Regions from separate parts of the Mus musculus genome. Here regions 1 and 3 are each linked to region 2. Evidence: chromatin contacts called from public ChIA-PET and promoter capture Hi-C data. All regions are on one chromosome and are shown on one strand. Each heading gives the region's core, a stretch centred on a gene start, on an enhancer-like site or on the middle of the called end of the contact. The rest is flanking DNA. Distances are from core to core; before and after follow the strand shown. Region 1 holds the start of Slc30a3 (solute carrier family 30 (zinc transporter), member 3). Region 2 holds the start of Zfp512 (zinc finger protein 512). Region 3 holds the start of Mpv17 (MpV17 mitochondrial inner membrane protein).

The links. ChIA-PET counts read pairs in DNA pulled down with a chosen protein or histone mark. Capture Hi-C pulls out chosen DNA fragments and counts their contacts.
Region 1: a contact with region 2 is called in an RNA polymerase II ChIA-PET map of memory CD8 T cells, with 5 read pairs. The contact joins the promoter of Slc30a3 here to the promoter of Zfp512 in region 2. A contact is called at or near these places in 2 of 39 promoter capture datasets (liver and pre-B cells), 1 of 115 datasets of contacts at active chromatin or transcription factors (memory CD8 T cells) and 1 of 9 other capture datasets (adipose tissue).
Region 3: a contact with region 2 is called in a promoter capture Hi-C map of liver. The contact joins the promoter of Mpv17 here to the promoter of Zfp512 in region 2. A contact is called at or near these places in 1 of 39 promoter capture datasets (pre-B cells), 4 of 115 datasets of contacts at active chromatin or transcription factors (the 230-238 cell line, bone marrow-derived macrophages, memory CD8 T cells and 1 more) and 1 of 9 other capture datasets (liver).

The regions. Positions count from the first base shown.
Region 1 is chr5:31,092,132-31,094,831 of GRCm38.p6, forward strand. Slc30a3 (solute carrier family 30 (zinc transporter), member 3) reads right to left here and starts at 1,396. Exons shown (of 8, transcript NM_011773.3): 1 at 1,132-1,396. The coding sequence starts at 1,226.
Region 2 is chr5:31,451,091-31,453,790 of GRCm38.p6, forward strand. It overlaps Zfp512 (zinc finger protein 512), which reads left to right and starts at 1,346. Exons shown (of 14, transcript NM_172993.3): 1 at 1,346-1,487; 2 at 2,065-2,123. The coding sequence starts at 1,458.
Region 3 is chr5:31,152,839-31,155,538 of GRCm38.p6, forward strand. It overlaps Mpv17 (MpV17 mitochondrial inner membrane protein), which reads right to left and starts at 1,413. Exons shown (of 8, transcript NM_008622.6): 1 at 1,353-1,413; 2 at 830-904. The coding sequence starts at 899.

The DNA.
Region 1 (2,700 bases), core at 146-2,645, 360 kb before region 2:
TCCAGGGCTAGCGGCCGTTTCTTTCCCTAGCTTTCTGAAATTCCCCGACAAACAAGAAAACGATATCTAGCGTGGGGGAAACAGTGAGGCCTGGGGTATCCCTTGGGCGAGTAAGAGAGGTTGATGCCAAGTCAAAGGCTATGGGAATAGATGCCTGGGACACAGCTGGAGCCCCACAAGCTGCCCACAACTATAGTCGCCTGCAGCCCTTCTCTGCTCCCCCATTCCCCACCCACTCAGGTTTAAGGCCCCCTCCCAAGGAAATAATCGGTGACACAGAAGACCACATCAGAGACAAAAGGAGAAGACTGGGGAGGGAGAATAGAAAGAATGGAAGAACAGAAGGGAGGGGAAAAAAAGCCTGAGACCCTGTCAAATCTCAGAGACAAACAGACAGTCTCCTTCAAGACAAAATGGCCAGAGGAGGTGGCCAGGGAGGGCCTGTCGCGGTGGCCACCCGGAGATGGCAGGGCAGACGGAGCCAGCGACGAGCGGCGGGCGGCGAGCGGCGGGAGGCCCGCGGGGTGCGGGGGAGGTTCTGCTGCCGCCCCCGGCCCGCTGTCCCGGCCGCTCCGCGCCTCATCTCACACCTCGCCGCCCCCGGCCCCGTCTGTGCGGAGCCGGGAATACCCCCCGCCGCCCATCCCGCACCTGCTCCTTCCTCGCCGCCCCCTCGCTCCTTGCGGCTGCCCGCTGAGCCCGGGCGGATCCCCAGGGCCGGGGCCCACAACTGGCCGCTGCTGGATGGGGCGCCCTGAAACCGGGGTGCGGAGAGAAGGGTCCGGGGCCTAAAGCTGGGATTCCAATGCCCGGAGGCGAGGCGCACGGAGCAATGCGGACATCGCCGCACCTGGCCCGCTCGGTCCGACGGAGCGGCGGAGGCGGCGCAGGGGTTAGGAGGCTGAGGGTGCCGCGGCAGGGGACTTGCTTTGCCCGGCCAGGAGAACATGGGGTATCGCGGCAGAGGCGGGGAGTGGGGCTGTCTGCGGCCGGCAGATCTGCGTCGCGAAGTTGGGGGGCCGCGGGGAGCTGGGGAGGCGGGCCGGACCCGCGCCAAGGGAGACAACGAAATGGACCGATGGCATCAGTCTGGCGCCCCCCGGGCTGAGGGCCAGCCCAGGTCTGTCCTACCTCTTCAATCGCAGGCCGCCGCCAGCGCTGCTGCGGTCTCGGGCACTCACTAGGCGGGTGGTCTCCGAGCCTCCGGTGGCCAGAGAAGGCTCCATGTCCCCGCTGCCCAGACCGTCTAGGCCGCACAGAGGGGGAGAGGCGGGGCAGGCCTTGCGCCAAATCCGAGCGGTCCAAGGACCACTCGGACTCCCCGCTGGGCCACCAGTGTGGAGGGAACTGCGGCGACTGTGGCGCTCGGAGTCCGAACTGCAGAGCCCGCGGCCCCGGGAGCCCCGCCCCAAGCGGGGCGAGCTCCCCAAACCCCGCCTCCAGGCTCCCCAGTCTCTATCTCCCACGCCTAAGACCCGCCTCCAGGACCCGCCCCCAAATCCAAAGTCCATTTCCCCCGCGCCAAATTGTGAGATGGGGTGGGGTGGAGGTTATAGTGGTGGTGAACCGGCACAGCGCCCTCTCCCCAAGTCCCCCCCCACCAGTTCCCAGACTGGCTCTTCACACCTAGGAACCCCTCTGACATCAAACTTTTTGAAGGTACACTGCCCTATGCATGCTGGTTTAGTGACGTTGCCCCACCGCCCAATCATTCTGTGGCTCTGGCCCCCACGCGGAGGTAGAAACAGGTGCCAAATCGATCTGGAGAAAAACAGAGAGAATCTGGGGTGAGCAGTGATACATTCCCAAACAACTCTAAGGACTCCAGCCAGCAATCCCACTGCGGAGGCTCTGGAATAGGAATGCATGAGCAAAATCTGCTGCCAAGCACTGTACCGCTAATTATCATGTGTGTGCGTGCGTGCGTGTGTGTGTGTGTGTGTGTGTGTGTGTGTGTGTGTGTGTGTGTGTGTGCGTGTTTCAGGGACTTTGGGTAACAAAAACCTTCCTGATGTCCTTCAACCCATATATTATCCTTACTTTCCAGACGAGTAAGCTAAGTCCCAGAAGCATACAATGCCACGTGACCTGGAGCAAATGTCCCATCCTTTCCCCCACCTGGGTCCGATTAGCGCCGGGCTAGCAGTTGAAGCGCCTGGGTTACCTAACCTTCTCATAAGGAGGTTTGGGCGGCGGGAGGTGCTCTGTCACCTCTCGAGGGTCCACGATCACTGTTTATCGAGGGACGCTGCTTGTTCGATTTGTCAGCAGGTAACTCCTTCCTTACCTACTTAACTGTAACGCGGTGCTCGTTTGGGGAAAGACAACGGCCCAGAGAAAGGACTCACTTACAAGCCGTCGGTGGCCAAGGCTGAAGTCGAAACTTTAAATGCTCAGTGCTCTCTACTCCTCGCACCTGCCGCCACTGTAGGATGAAAGGGGAGGAGAATTGGATTGTACACTTTCAGCTGTGACAGTCTGTGAAGAGGAGGGGCCGTGGGAGGAGGGGAGAGAGCAAGGACGGAAAGAGCGCTTTGGGGGGTGGGGGTAGTGAGTCCAGGCAAAAAAACCACCAACCGCATCCTTTGGAACACACCGAGCTTTCTGAATTTAAGGCCCTGGGATTGAATACCTGCCCTCAGCATGGTCGTTCCAAACAAGGAGATTGTGTGTGCATTTCCAAAAGGCAAACCAAACAAA
Region 2 (2,700 bases), core at 96-2,595:
CATTTGTAACAGAAGGCTCCACTATGGACATCTACCAATCTATTCTTAATTTTTGGGGTTCCAGCTGAACTAATGGTATTTTCTCAAAGCCTGCTAGAAAGGGTTTCAAGGACTGTTTCTCAGACTTCAGTGGTTAAAAACTATATTCAGAGACATATTTTATGTCACAGTAATGAGAAAAGAATGCCTTTAACGATGTCAACACTCTGCTCAACATCTTCCATAATCCAGCAATACTCTGGTAGTAGATTGGGAGTCAAGAAAACTAGTTCAAAGTTCAGCGACATATTCCAGGAAGTCACTGAGCATGTGTCTGTCTCTTGTACCGGGGCTGAGTTTACTTCCTTGATGAAATCAGAGTCATTAAAGTCCCTCCCAGAGAAACAGTCTTAGTTCCTCTGTAAGAACTTATCATAGCTCTTTGATAGAAGACATAACAGTCTCTTTAAGGGGAGAGGCCACAGTTCCTCAAGGAGAAGTCCTCAAAATCCCTCAGGGAGTAGCTTTCCAAGTCCTTCAGGGAAGAGCCCTAGAAGTCACTTGAGGTGGAGCCCTTGTAGTCCCTCAGGAAGGAACCTTCACAGTCCCTCAGGGAGAAGCCCTTGTAGACTTCTAGAGAGAAGAGGGCACATTCCTTCTGTGAAGAAGAGTCTACACAGTCTTTCAGGGAGGAGTCAGCAGACTCTCTATTCTCTGAGATGCCTCAGTCCCTCAAAAACGAGCCATCTCAGTCTCTCGTGGACGTCACTGGGCAGTCATTCAGAAAGGAGCCATGGTAATTTCTCTGAAAGATCCTTTTCCGTTCCCTCTGGTTGGAAAGGACATAGTTCTGGATCAAGCCCACTTCTTCTAAGAACAGGCATTGTTCCAGACTCATCCGCTGGAGAGATCCAGATGTAACTTGGCTAAAGTGTTCATGTCTTTCAGGGACCGCACCAAAAAAAAAAAAAAAAAAAAAAATCCAAAAGCTAGACAAGTTTGGAGGCCAGAAGTTAGTGGATAAGGAGAGTTCTGTCCCTCACCTGAGCAAAGAAAGAGATATCTGGGAGGGAAGGAGAAGAGAATGGGTCTTTAATTTAAGATCAATAAAGGGGCGATTTGAATTTCGTTTGCATCTGTAAAACCACTTGTGGGATGGGTGGGAGTAGGTGTGCAAACGCTAGTTCGGGAGGACCCCTTAAATATTCAGACTCCTCCCATTTGCTCCAACCTTCACGCCCCAAAGGCCTGCCTACTCCCTTGTTGCTATGGGGGCGGGGTCTCAATGGAAGCCGAAGAAGAGTTATCACGTGACTCCTTTCCCGCCGCAGCCCCCTCGGAAGCAGCTAGGCGGAAGTAGGTGTTCAGAACAGGGTTAGTCGCCGCTGAGACCACATCCGGGAGAGGCGAGGAGAGCGGAAGTGGCGTTGGTCTGTCCGGAGCCCTTGGGTGAAATTGTTAGGCGTGGAGGGGGAGTGATGTCTTCCAGACTCGGTGCAGTCACCGCCGTGAGTTTCTTGGTGTGACCATTATACTTTAGAAATAGAACTGTCGAGCTGAGAACACGCGGTCCTTTGCTTTTGTTTTGTACTCAGAGTTGTTTTTTTTTTTTTTTTCCGGAGCCAATCCTAGGCCCCACCCTTTTATATCAGATCCACTTACCGCCTTTTTTCTTCCCATTTTTATTTTTATTGCTTAGTCCTCGTATCCTTGGACTGAGTTCCTCGACACATTGTAATTATTTATATTCCTTCAGCATCCCCAGTGCCTCCCGTTTCTTTTAATATATATATGATACATATGTATATATCATATATATATTTTTTTTTTCCTCGTCTTTTCTTTTCAAGCCTCTATCTAGGATAGGGTTTTGAGAATGGACAAAGATGAAAACTCTGGTATTGTCAACCCGTCTTTACATTGTGAATAAATAGAATGGCACAGGTTTCCTAAAAAGTGTCTCCTTCAGTCCATTTGAAGTAGTTGCTCGGGACAGCTTCACATCTAGGCACAAGGGGGATTCATCTCTTTGCGGATGAGCTTCAAAGGTCCCTAGCACTCACTCCTGTGCTTGTGATTTGCTAGACCCCGGGACCCACATCCCTTAAGCAGCAGAGGAGCACCAGGATCGTGGGAGCTAAGAAGTAAGTGAGGTTTTCTGAGGACATTTTTGTAATGGTGTAGACAGTGCTGCTAAAGATGTTCTGTGTCTGCACTGTGGAGCATCATAGCCACCAGACAGGTATGGCTTTGGGGCACTTGAGATGTGGCTAGTACAATTGAAGAACCGAATTACAAATTCTATTTCATTTTAATGGACTAAAACTTCAATAACCATCTGTAGGTAGTAGCTACGGGATTGGACAGTGCAGATAAAATCCTAGTGTGGGGGAAAGAAAACCTGGCTTGCAATAAAGATGCAGTCTAATAAAAATGGAGTGTGTGTTTCAGTTAGTGGTATTCCTGCGTGGCCTCTGCCCCCCATATCAAATATGTGCTCATAATTAATTTGATGGACTGGGGAGGGAAATAAAAACAGCTATAAGCAATCTTTACATTTCTAAGCTACTTGGTTGCAGCCCTGATTTATTGTTTTGTGTAATGAATGTGCTAAGTTTTGCCATGGCTAACACAAAAGAAAGATTTTATTAACTTGGACCTCCGGGGTGAGTTCATTCACTTAGATAACACTTACGGGATGTCTGCTCTGAACAAGCTGTG
Region 3 (2,700 bases), core at 163-2,662, 300 kb before region 2:
TAAACTTTAGATATATGACTGTTTTATACACTTCACAATAAACATTATGTATAAAAATGGAGTAAGTTACTTCAGCACTTGTTAGGTGTGTCATTTAATGTGGACTCATTCCTGCTAACAGACCTTTGGAGGCGCCTATGCATGGAGACAATGTGCTCAGCACACTATAAAGTATAAGAGGAAAGCATTTAATTTCCCAAGGTGGGGTCTCTTGGGGGCAATGCTTTTTAAGAATGGACTACTTAGGCTAGGCAGTGGTGGCACATCCCTTTAATCCCAGCACTTAGGAAGGAGAGACAGGTGGATCTCTAAGTTGAAGGCCACCCTGGCACACAGATTTTCATGACAGCCAGGACCATACAGAGAAGTCCTGCCTTGAAAAACAAAAACAGAAACTATCACCTAATTTCTTGAGGACTTTAAGTCTTGCTCGACAGACTGTGCATCTCTCTCTTTTAGATTTATTGTTATCATTTTAAACTGTGTGTGTTTGTGCAAGTGAGTGCAGATGCCCCAAGTGGTTGGAGGTGACAGAGCTCTCTGGAGCTGGTGCTACAGGTGGCTCTGAGCTACATGACATAGTGTAGAATCCTCTACAGAGCAGTATGCGCTGTTAACCTCTGAGCCACGTCTCTATTTCGTCTCCCCTCCAGCATGGGTCTCAGAAACAGCTCACCCTCCAAAACAGACATAATAGTTCAGGAGAAGGGAAACACTTCCGGGGGGGGGGGGCTAAACTGGAGGAGGTAGGTGGTGTCGTGATATGGGCCTCCTCCTCCACCTCAAATCAGCTGCTCTAATTATACTCTGGTCCCAGAGTGACACTCACCAGCTGTCAGAACCTGGACTTTCCACGGATGTGCTGCCAGGGCTCTCTGGTATGCTCGCCAGAGTGCCATGCTCCCTGTCAAACCAAGAGGATAAGTCACTCCCATTGCCCCTCACAGTAAAGAACATGCCTGCCATTTCCTTATGCTCACTCTCCTTACTTCCAAACTCTGCAAGTGACAGAGGCCTCAGAAAGCTTGCTTACTGGGCCGTGCCCCTGCCTTGTGGTCACTATTCATCTGGAAAGGAAGCAGTTTTGAGTAACCTGGTCCTGGTCCTGAAGCAAGGCATCCAGTCCTGATTAAGACACTCATGAAATTAGACTTACTCTGGCTTCCATCCAGAGTCTGGGTTCCATCCCCCAAGTAAACACGATAGGTCCCCAGATTCAGTTGGAATCTCCTTTATAAGAGTAACTACACACCAGAAATAAACCAAGACCTGGATCTGTAAGGTCACATGACCTGCAAGAACTCTCAACCCACAGTGCTTCAAGTCTCTGAATGCCAAGAACCTCCGCTCACCTGAGTGCCAGCTCTGCGCAGAACCTTCTCTCACGTGACCGAAGCTGGTCCAGGGACTTCCGTATCGAGCACCGCCTCTTCCGTCTGCCTGCGGGCCGGGCTGTTGTTTGGACACAAGCAGTCCAGGAGGAATGCAGGTGGGTGGGGCCTTTGATACCCCTTGCGAGGCGGCTCAGCCGACCACTTAAGGGGAGTGGGCAGCCCCCTTCTCGTGGACTGCACCAAACATCGGTGTAGGACAGTCTGTGCTTCCCTGTAACTCGGCTGCCCCCACCCCCCACCCTCGTTCTCCCCAGACTATCAGGCCAGACTGTCAGTCTCCCGGAGGTAGTCAGGTCTAGACGCCCTTCTCAGTTTGGAAACTTGAATGCTGAAGTAGTGCAGGTATACCCAAGCTCCCAAGTGAGCAGAACTCAGACTTGTTCTATTTTTTTTCCTTGTTCTTTATACCAAATTTTTAAGTTTTGTCTGAAAAATCTTTCTGGACAAGCAGTCAACTTTCAGAACCACTGGCTTAGCAGAACCTGAGAACGCCCGTGCTAGCTGTCTTAAGTTTGGTCATGAATTTTGTAAAATGACCCTGTCTTGCAATCAGGGCTCCTTGAATTCTAGGGCTGTACAAGAGGCAACTCAATGGAGGGTTTGTTTTGCTTTATGGGTTTCTAGAGTCATGCTTTGTTTGTTGTTTTTCCAAGACAAGGTTTCTCTGTGTAGCCCTGGCTGTCTTGGAACACACTCTGTAGACCAGGCTGGCCTCCAACTCAGAAATCCACCTGCCTTAGCCTCCCAAGTGCTGGGATTAAAGGAGTGCGCCACCACACCCGGCTTCTAGTCATGTTAAGCAAAGAGGCATAAAACTATATTTAAAAAAAAAAAAACATTTTAGGAATCTTAATCTCCCTCTAGTTTTAACACCCAACTCCCTGCAAATCCCTTCCTGAGGTAGGTAAAGATGTATACGTCTCCAAGCCTTGAAAAAGGTCAACTTATTTGATGTCTGTCCACCCCCAGCTCAGTTAGTCAGTTCCTGTATGATTAATGAAGGATGGATTCTATTAGAGAGAGTAAGAATTCAGGGGAATTAGATTCTTGTGTACAGAACATGCTAAAAGAATTTCACTAGTAGACATAATAAGGGAGTCCAAATGTGCAAGATTGGAAGGTGTTTTTAAGCGATATGGATTCAAGCCTTATTCAGATTGCTTAACCTCTCAGAACCTAATTGTCATTACATAAAATAGTACCTACCCCATGGAGCTCAGGGGTATATGAAAAGCACCCCAAACCGAGAAAATGCTTAATATCATTTATCTATCCTCCCTTCTCTCCCACTAGAGAAATATAAAAG